3 separate regions of the Mus musculus genome follow, and regions 1 and 2 are each linked to region 3. A link is a contact called in public HiChIP or PLAC-seq data. All regions are on one chromosome and are shown on one strand. Each heading gives the region's core, a stretch centred on a gene start, on an enhancer-like site or on the middle of the called end of the contact. The rest is flanking DNA. Distances are from core to core; before and after follow the strand shown.

Evidence for each region. HiChIP or PLAC-seq counts read pairs in DNA pulled down with a chosen protein or histone mark.
Region 1: a contact with region 3 is called in an H3K4me3 HiChIP or PLAC-seq map of intestinal villus epithelium, with 5 read pairs. The contact joins the promoter of Ttc30b here to the enhancer-like site in region 3. A contact is called at or near these places in 3 of 39 promoter capture datasets (cranial neural crest, macrophages and second pharyngeal arch cranial neural crest), 1 of 484 Hi-C or Micro-C datasets (nephron progenitors), 4 of 115 datasets of contacts at active chromatin or transcription factors (cardiomyocytes, embryonic stem cells, intestinal villus epithelium and 1 more) and 1 of 9 other capture datasets (pancreatic islet).
Region 2: a contact with region 3 is called in an H3K27ac HiChIP or PLAC-seq map of extraembryonic endoderm stem cells. The contact joins the promoter of Ttc30a1 here to the enhancer-like site in region 3. A contact is called at or near these places in 18 of 39 promoter capture datasets (the 3T3-L1 cell line, 3T3-L1-derived adipocytes, the HPC-7 cell line and 11 more), 7 of 15 datasets of contacts at CTCF or cohesin (the NIH/3T3 cell line, embryonic stem cells, hippocampal excitatory neurons and 2 more), 168 of 484 Hi-C or Micro-C datasets (3T3-L1-derived adipocytes, the AML12 cell line, the AtT-20 cell line and 78 more), 35 of 115 datasets of contacts at active chromatin or transcription factors (PVALB interneurons, VIP interneurons, bone marrow-derived dendritic cells and 21 more) and 5 of 9 other capture datasets (adipose tissue, embryonic tail, liver and 2 more).

Annotation. Positions count from the first base shown.
Region 1 is chr2:75,937,082-75,940,547 of GRCm38.p6, reverse strand. Ttc30b (tetratricopeptide repeat domain 30B) reads left to right here and starts at 2,086. Exons shown (of 1, transcript NM_028235.1): 1 at 2,086-3,466. The coding sequence starts at 2,141.
Region 2 is chr2:75,980,150-75,983,387 of GRCm38.p6, reverse strand. Ttc30a1 (tetratricopeptide repeat domain 30A1) reads left to right here and starts at 1,421. Exons shown (of 1, transcript NM_030188.3): 1 at 1,421-3,238. The coding sequence starts at 1,651.
Region 3 is chr2:76,048,559-76,051,568 of GRCm38.p6, reverse strand. Pde11a (phosphodiesterase 11A) reads left to right here. Exons shown (of 20, transcript NM_001081033.3): 14 at 1,339-1,429. Among named protein-coding and RNA genes, the nearest start is that of Gm52518, 14 kb to the right of the region's middle. Within about 2 kb of position 1,283, at least 30 of the 459 cell types and tissues checked have an H3K27ac peak or open chromatin away from gene starts, as enhancers often do. A contact at or near this core is called in the N1E-115 cell line, adipose tissue, extraembryonic endoderm stem cells and 3 more, where this site is marked.

The DNA of each region.
Region 1 (3,466 bases), core at 837-3,336, 110 kb after region 3:
CAGCAGAGGTTTGCTTGGGCAAACATCTTGACGTGGTTTCACTTGCTTTCCTCAGTAGCTTCCTCTGTTGATCCTGAGCTACATTTAGTGTGGGGTAGAGTCTCTCACTTCCTTGGCATTCAAACAGAATTATCTTGTCCAGGTTCTACTGAGCAGAATATATGAGGAATGATATTGTTTCTATTGTAGCATTTAAATGTCTGCTGGGATCTTTTCCTAGAAGTAACAGGTGTCTGGAACCTAGGCTACTTGCCAGTAATTCCTTCCTAACACTTTTTCATTGTTACAATGCAAGCCACAAAGGTCAGATTTCTATGACCCAAATGAGACTGGTTGGGTTTTGTTTGTTTTGATTTTTTAACAACAACAACAACAACAAAAAACTTTACAAAGCAAGTCTCTAATATTTCCTATAATATGAGTTCATATATGAATTAACTCCTAATCACTAATTCTTCTGAGTTTAACTTTTAAGATAACATGGCTCATTCCCTTTCCTATGTGGGTTTTAGCAGGTTACTTAATTGTCCTGAAGCACAAAGTCTTCATCTGCAGCACACAGATTTCAGTAAAGTTATGAGCAGTTTGTGAGAAGCCTAACAGCGTGCTATGAAATATGGTGAATATTGGCTGCAATATGTTGATGAGCTGCAATATGTTGATGGTAAAAAAGATTCATGGGTAGCAATTCTATTAAAGAGAAAAATATAATGCCCTCATGTTGAAGTTCTTAATTACAAAGCAAAGATATGCCTTCATGTGGTCTGTTTGCCTTGGGTGTAGCTAGAGGAGATCGTGGAAAACTATAAAAGGTAACAGTCTCCCAGGTGCCTCCCAGAGCCACGTCAAATGATCCGTGCTCTAAAAGTACAGCCTTGTTATTGAAAAATCATACAATTTGTCACTACTTCATTTGGAAAGAACACATTAATATTCTGCTATCTTGGTTACTTCTCAAATGCTTAACTAAGCATTATATTTATGTCCCCACACATTAGGGTCAGTCAAATCTATGTACATGGTTTTCAACAGTGATTCAATATCGGCTTATAAGTCGGTAGTTTTTTACTGCTCTGTCATACTAGAATAAAATTGAATTTATACAGAATAACCTCCCCAAAACAATAACACAGAACCTAGAGACTCATTCTACATACAGGGGGGAAAGGAGAGATAGTAACTGCCTGAAGAGCTTCGAATTAAGAGTCTGGGTATGGGAAAGGAGTTGGCGAAGCATTTATGTATTAACTAGCTGATTCATACGTGAAAACAAGATCAGAGGCACGAGAAGCACAGGCTGATTACGTCTTGAACAAACTCACGGTAGTGTTTGGTAGAGCTTAGAGGGTGAGAAAAATAGCATATAGGAAAGGGGGAAAATGTTAGTTTTGTGGCTTCTCCTTGAAGAAGGAAAAGACCAAAGCCGTGTGCTTCATCAATTCAAGCACCAATTTACGTTCATAACAGCGGTCATTTACGAAACAGAGGGCGAATGGTACTTAAATCTAAAACAGCACCAGTTACAATTCAGACTCTCCTTCCCCCTCTCGTCACCTCTTGATACAGAATAAAATACGGACTGCCGGCCCTTGCTTAACAACGTTCTCAAAAAGTGGGCGTCAGAGCAGCTGGCAAGAATATACTAGAATTCCTGAAGTCCAGAGACGGCCCTCATTCCCATTTCGTCACCATTGCCAAGCAACTCGAACCCTCAAAGAACAGCGAATTTTCTGCATCCCGGGGGACCTTCACAAGAAAACTTTACTTCAGTGCCAACAAAGAAGCAATCAAAGCAATAGAAACAAGATCCCGATCCCAGAGAAAAGGCAGAGACTCCAATTACTGTAAAACGTCAAAGAGGAAAAACTACATTTCCCAGGATGCAGGGCGATAACGGAAGCGATGTAGGCCGGGACGTGGAATATCCCTCTCTGAACTACCTAGAAAATTTTCCAGACCAAGCCCAATTGCTTCCCCACAGTCTAGAGTGTTTAAAAACATATCCAGAAATTGATAGAAACGTGTCGGTGATTCGCTTTTATCCACAAGACACTTCCGTTGGATACTTGCCGCTGAACAGCTTCCGTTTCCGGTTGGCCTATTGCCTTGGAAACCAGGATGCAAAACAAGCTAGGTGAATATGGCAGGGCTGAGCAGCTCACAGATCCCCGACGGTGAGTTCACAGCAGTGGTGTACAGGCTCATCCGCGACTCCCGCTACTCAGAGGCGGTGCAGCTGCTGAGCGCAGAGCTGCAGAGGAGCTCCCGCAGCCGCGCAGGGCTGTCGCTGCTGGCCTACTGCTACTACCGCCTGCAGGAGTTCGAGCTCGCTGCAGAGTGCTATGAGCAGCTGAGCCAGATGCACCCGGAACTCGAGCAGTACCGCCTGTACCAGGCCCAGGCACTGTACAAGGCCTGCCTGTATCCAGAGGCCACCAGGGTCGCCTTCCTCCTGGACAACCCCGCCTATCAGACTCGAGTCCTTCGTCTCCAGGCTGCTATCAAGTACAGTGAAGGTGACCTCCCAGGAGCCAGGAGCCTGGTGGAGCAGCTGCTGAGTGGGGAAGGTGTAGAGGACAGTGGAGGGGAGAGTGATTATGATGGTCAGATCAACCTAGGTTGTCTGCTCTACAAAGAGGGACACTATGAAGCTGCCTGTTCCAAGTTCTTAGCGGCCCTGCAGGCTTCTGGCTACCAGCCTGACCTTTCCTACAACTTGGCTTTGGCCTATTACAGCAGTCGGCAGTACGCGCCTGCTCTGAAGCATATCGCTGACATCATTGAGCGTGGCATCCGTCAACACCCAGAACTCGGTGTGGGCATGACCACGGAGGGCATTGATGTTCGCAGTGTTGGCAACACTATAGTCCTTCACCAGACTGCTCTGGTCGAAGCCTTCAACCTCAAGGCAGCCATAGAGTACCAGCTGAGAAACTACGAGGCAGCCCAGGAAGCCCTCACTGACATGCCACCCAGAGCAGAGGAAGAGCTGGACCCCGTAACCCTCCACAACCAGGCTCTGATGAACATGGATGCCAAGCCCACAGAGGGCTTTGAAAAGCTCCAGTTTCTGCTCCAGCAGAACCCCTTCCCCCCAGAGACCTTTGGCAACCTGCTGCTGCTCTACTGTAAATATGAGTATTTTGACCTGGCAGCTGATGTCCTGGCAGAAAATGCCCACTTGACTTACAAGTTCCTCACACCCTATCTCTATGACTTCTTGGATGCCATGATCACTTGCCAGACAGCTCCTGAAGAGGCTTTCATTAAACTTGATGGGTTGGCTGGCATGCTGACTGAGCAGCTCCGGAAACTCACCATACAAGTACAGGATTCAAGGCATAGTAGAGATGATGAATCTGCCAAAAAGGCTGTGAATGAATATGATGAAACTCTTGAGAAGTATATTCCTGTACTGATGGCCCAGGCAAAAATCTACTGGAACTTTGAGAATTACCCAATGGTG
Region 2 (3,238 bases), core at 172-2,671, 68 kb after region 3:
TGATTGCAGAAATGCCCCTTGTGTGATGACATCCAAGAAGTCACATGGCTGCAAATTCTCCACATGAGGGAAGGCTGAACGCACATAAAATCGGCTGTTATATGATAGGATTATACGATAGGAGCAAATGTATACCTGCTTCAGCCTTTTCCTTGTGATACCAGGAACTAGGGGATACCCAACCCCACTAGTCATTGTATATCTGTTTGAAAGTGCAATTGAGTCATGGAAGTCAGAAGCCTACTGCCCACACCAATTTACTTGATTGTTTCTATAGAAAAAAAAAAAAGGGACACAGCAATCTTTCCTCATACACACTTGGTGCCCTCATTTGGCAGGCCTTTACAGTTTCTTGGAGACATGAAGATAGAATGATTTGCCATTCACCGTTTCTCATGGAACCTAGTTCTTGGTTGTCATGGTTCAGCCTCTGTAGTGTTTGAATGAGAATGTCCCTCGTAGGTTCAGATGTTTGAACACTTAGTCCCCAGCTGGTGGCACTGTTGGGGAAGATGTGGCATTGTTGGAAAAGATATGTCACTGAGATTTTAAAAAGTTTCCGCCATCTCACCATCACACTATCTACCTCCATCTTGGAGGTGACAGAGAGCTGCTTCTGCTGAGAATCTGGGTCAGGAACTCAACTATGACTCTTTCAGAAGGTCTGCTTTAGTCGATTCTGGAGAAAGCCTGATTTGATGCTATTGTCTATCTGCTCCTTGGCTTGTGTGATTTTACTTAGCACAGTTACCCAACTAGACACTCTGATCTGCCTAGGACTCTCATTGGGAATCCTAGCTAACCTCTTCAATGGCTGCCCTAGTTGATTTCAACTAATATTTGTAAGCCTTCAATTTGATTATATTGAATTATCGATCTGATGTTTCTATCAGCTATTTCCTACTATTTTACCTTTGCTTACTATATTCTTAATAAACGGACGTTCAAAACCCAAAAACAAACAAACAAACAAAATGCCCGCCATTTGTAGATCATTTTCTACTTGGTGCAGAATGCTTGGTCACTGTACTATTCTATTAAGAAGTACACACTTAGTTCGGCACTAACGGATAATTCAGCAGATTTCAAAATATACAATAGGGAAAAAAAGTACAAGCCTCAAAAAACCTCCAGGGACCCCAGGCCCTAATCAGGTTACTGCTCTTCCACAGAGAGGTCACACTATCTAGCTAGAAAACAAGCAACGCTCACTCGTTCTAACGAGTAAAGGGAGTCTAAAACTCCTACTAACGGCCTAAAAGTCTTATGACCTTTTCCTATCTGAATTGAATACACAAACAATACGCCAAGTCCCCAGATTTCAGTACTCGTGAAATAAGACTACAACTCCCAGAATGCAAAGTGGATACGTCCCATTGGGGAAGTAACAATGTTGCATGCCGGGAGAAACCGGGAGTATAATGTCTGGACTACTTGCAACAAGTTTCTGTCCCTTCTCCGACTTCTGTCCCAACCCAGTTTGTAATCTTATAAGACAAAACAAAAAAATTCAGGGATTATGTCAACGGTTCCTAGTCATGCGGAACAGATCCTTTCTACCTCAGACCTAACCGCCACCCGCTGGATGAACTTCCGTTTCCGGTTACCTAGTTTCCTTGGAAACTAGCACGCGCTACAATTTTGGCGGCTATGGCGTGGCAAAGCAGCTCTAAAGTTCCCGACGGTGAGTTCACAGCGGTGGTGTACAGGCTCATCCGCGACTCCCGCTACTCAGAGGCGGTGCAGCTGCTAAGCGCAGAGCTGCAGAGAAGCTCCCGCAGCCGCGCAGGGCTGTCGCTGCTGGCCTACTGCTACTACCGCCTGCAGGAGTTCGAGCTCGCTGCAGAGTGCTATGAGCAGCTGAGCCAGATGCACCCGGAACTCGAGCAGTACCGCCTGTACCAGGCCCAGGCGCTGTACAAGGCCTGCCTGTATCCAGAAGCCACCAGGGTCACCTTCCTCCTGGACAACCCCGCCTATCAGACTCGAGTCCTTCGTCTCCAGGCTGCTATCAAGTACAGTGAAGGTGACCTCCCAGGAGCCAGGAGCCTGGTGGAGCAGCTGCTGAGTGGGGAAGCTGGAGAAGACAGTGGAGGGGAGAATGACCCAGATGGTTTGGTCAACATGGGTTGTCTGCTCTACAAGGAGGGACACTATGAAGCTGCCTGCTCCAAGTTCTTAGCGGCCCTGCAGGCTTCTGGCTACCAGCCTGACCTTTCCTACAACTTGGCATTGGCCTATTACAGCAGTCGGCAGTACGCGCCTGCTCTGAAGCATATCGCTGACATCATTGAGCGTGGCATCCGTCAACACCCAGAACTCGGTGTGGGCATGACCACGGAGGGCATTGATGTTCGCAGTGTTGGCAACACTGTAGTCCTTCACCAGACTGCTCTGATTGAAGCTTTCAACCTCAAGGCAGCCATAGAGTATCAGCTGAGAAACTTTGAGGTAGCCCAAGAAACTCTCACTGACATGCCTCCTAGAGCAGAGGAAGAGCTGGACCCCGTAACCCTCCACAACCAGGCTCTGATGAACATGGATGCCAAGCCCACAGAGGGCTTTGAAAAGCTCCAGTTTCTGCTCCAGCAGAACCCCTTTCCCCCAGAGACCTTTGGCAACCTGCTGCTGCTCTACTGTAAATATGAGTATTTTGACCTGGCAGCTGATGTCCTGGCAGAAAATGCCCACTTAACTTACAAGTTCCTCACACCCTATCTCTATGACTTCTTGGATGCCATGATCACTTGCCAGACAGCTCCTGAAGAGGCTTTCATTAAACTTGATGGGTTGGCTGGCATGCTGACTGAGCAGCTCAGGAGACTCACTAAGCAAGTTCAAGAAGCAAGGCATAACAGAGATGATGAAATTATTAAAAAGGCTATGAATGAATATGATGAAACTCTTGAGAAATATATTCCTGTACTGATGGCCCAGGCAAAAATCTACTGGAATCTTGAGAATTACCCAATGGTAGAGAAGATCTTCCGCAAATCTGTGGAATTCTGTAATGACCATGATGTGTGGAAGCTGAATGTGGCCCATGTCCTCTTCATGCAGGAGAACAAGTACAAAGAGGCCATTGGTTTCTATGAGCCCATTGTCAAGAAGAATTATGATAACATCCTGAGTGTCAGTGCTATTGTGTTAGCCAACCTCTGTGTTTCCTATATCATGACAAGTCAAAACGAGGAAGCTGAGGAGCTCATGAGGAAGATTGAGAAGGAGGAGGAACAAC
Region 3 (3,010 bases), core at 34-2,533:
ATGGAAGCTGTTCTTGTGTATTCGGGCAGCCTTTCCTTCTCTCGCCAGCAGGACAGGCTACGAGCTGAAAATCTCCAGCCTTTGCAAGTTAAAGCCAAATTGTCCTTTCGAGCCTGCAAACTTTCTACAATAAGCAAGCAAAGACTTCCAGGACCTAGATGTATCCTCAACTGAGCCCTAGAATGGCTATTTGATTCCCTGGGTCTCTCTGAACCAAATCTTAATCCAAAGAAATGCTAGGGGATGAACTGTTGGAACATTCTAAAATACTTTACTGAACTGGCATTGTTGAGGGATAGGCTGTTCTACATAAGTGGAATTTATAGATAATACAGTAACCCCCTTAGGTATCAGTGAACTTTGTGTTCATTTAAAATGGAAATGTCTGTGTGTGTTTTAATTATCTATTAATAATTAATGTAGACTCCTCTCTACTCCCTTTCTGGCACTGTGACAGGCACTTTCGAGCGTTTTATTGTAGTGTCATAAACAACAGATGAGACAGACAGTGCTGGCATGATTTTAGAGACAAAGAAACTGGGCCTTAAGTCTAATAGCCACCCAAGTCTACTTACTGAAGGAAGAGCTGCGACTTCAAGTCCAAGGAATTTTCTAGTCTTCTGCAGTGAGATCCGAGAGTGGGTGAGGAACCCTCAACAGAGAGTGTTAAAATTTATGCTGAATAAATAACAAAGATGCTGCAGAATATCGTCCAAGTATTTTCCAGAGGAAAGTCAAACACATATGAAATGAGAAAGTCTCTGTGCGAACTCAGAAGATTTATAAGGCTTAGTTCATGAAGCCTACATGGATCGGGAAGCAAGAGTTATAGCACACATATATATACACATACACACGCATCGATATACACACACATATATATGCATACTCATACACACACATGCACACACATATATACATACACATATACACACACACATGCATACACACACATACAGATACATACAAACATGCACACACACATAGGCACACACATACATGCATACACACACATATACACACACTCAAAGCACTTGGGATCTGTACTACATGTTTTACACTTGCTCATTTGCTCTTGATCACATCTTATCTCTCACTACTCTGTAGATTCATCAAAGTCCAGGACTGGGTCTTGTTGACTGTGTATCACCCATGGCATCCATCTGAACACACAGAAAATTATCTCAAAGTTCGCTTAAGAGACAATGAACTCCACCCACAGTTAACTGGAATGCATTTGCGCATGCTCCACTGCCAAGAGCAGAGCAGTCCAAAGGGCTGGTATGGGAAATGGTGAGCTGAAGGGCCCCGCCTACTCAGCCTTCTGTTCTCTTTCAGGAGTGACTCTGCACTGGCCCAGCTCTACGGGACCTCGGCGACCTTGGAGCATCACCATTTTAACCATGCTGTGATGATCCTTCAGAGTGAGGTGCGACTCGCTCGGCTTCTCCCCTCCACAGAAGGCCAACTAAGCGATCCCCGCTCTCTCTGTGCTGTGCCGTGTACAAATCCACGGGAGCAGGAGGCTGTGCTTAAGTTAAACTCAGACTTTCGTGCCTTTTGTGAGCCTATCACATGTCAAAAGCCTTGCTCAGGGTCTAAGCTGCCTCCTCTGGCCTCACTGGAGGTTATGCAGATCCACTTACAGCGTAGCAGGCAGAGACACTGCTTATTAACAGAGCATCGTTTTGCCTTCGTTAAAGGACACACAGTAAGAGTCAAGCTTCAATAGTGAAGTTGAGAATAAAAGACGAAAGAACTTAAAGTTTTTCGTAGGACTGCATTTGAAAGTGAGAGACGGTTAGTAACCCCAAGGCCAGGGCTAAGGCCAAGGGCCTTGTTTCACTTCCTGCAGCAACACAGGACTTAGACGGTGGAGTGCTGGCTTCTCTCTGCAGAGAAAAACAGAAACCAGAAAATAACTCTGGCTGCGGCAGCTGAGTTTCTAACTTGCCAGGAAGAACCTGTTTAATTTTCCAAAGGCATACAAACATTTTTTATTTTTAGGCCAGGAAGGGATCATCTCTCCCCCATTATTGGTCAACTCTCTACCTACACCATATTATTATTATTATTATTATTATTATTATTATTATTATTATCACCATTAAGACCCTGCTTCACTGGAATGCCATCATTAAATATGGAGGGTTCTTTTTTTTTTTTTAACTCTACACTATCTTGAGAAAGCATGTCTTCTGTAATATAACCGAAGCCTTCAATCTTATAATAGAGACCACCACTCCAAAGCCTGAACGTGGGATAGGCCAGAGGGGCTGCGTTTCCATTTCAGAATAAAGCCCCTAGGTAAGGGCCATGGGAACTGAGGGAGCCAGCTTCCTGTCGGCTATGGCTCTGGAATAGAAAAGCCACATGTCAGCTGAGAGCTGCAGGGGGGCAAAGACAGCAGGGGCTTTGGTTTGCTCTTTTCTGGCAAGTGTGATGAGTCCCCCCAGAGAGCCCACATCTGTAATCACAGATCATAAACAGCCCATCCCCCCCCCAAGGTTTGTGTCATCTAAGCGTGACACATTGGTCAGCCTCCACTCCAGCTTCTTCCGAGTGATAATGACCAGCAAAAGTATAAGGCACTGAACCCCTGGGTCCCAGGGTCCACTCCATTCTGCCATCAGGAAGGCAGATGTCACCACTGTCCCACTTCCCAGTTTTCACAGACATGCAGAAGCTAGAGGGCCTGAGGAAGCTTGCTGTAGACCTTTCATTCTCCACACCTGGTTTCCACCTATGCCCTGCTCACCTGTTCCCTAAACCTAGGCTGAAAGCAGTAGTTGTGGGAGACTTGTTGTTCAAGACCAATTTGCATGTTCAGTGATGCACTGATACAAACTAACTTTGTCCTAGCTTCCTACTCCCCAAGACCAGTACTATTTACCATGTCCTTTTTAAGTAGTAAAACGCATGTCACAAGGTAACCAGGACGGACCTTCAAGTGCAGGCGGGTTCTCTTGTCTGAATGCAAACCTCCACTCTGACTTGCTCCTAATTCCAC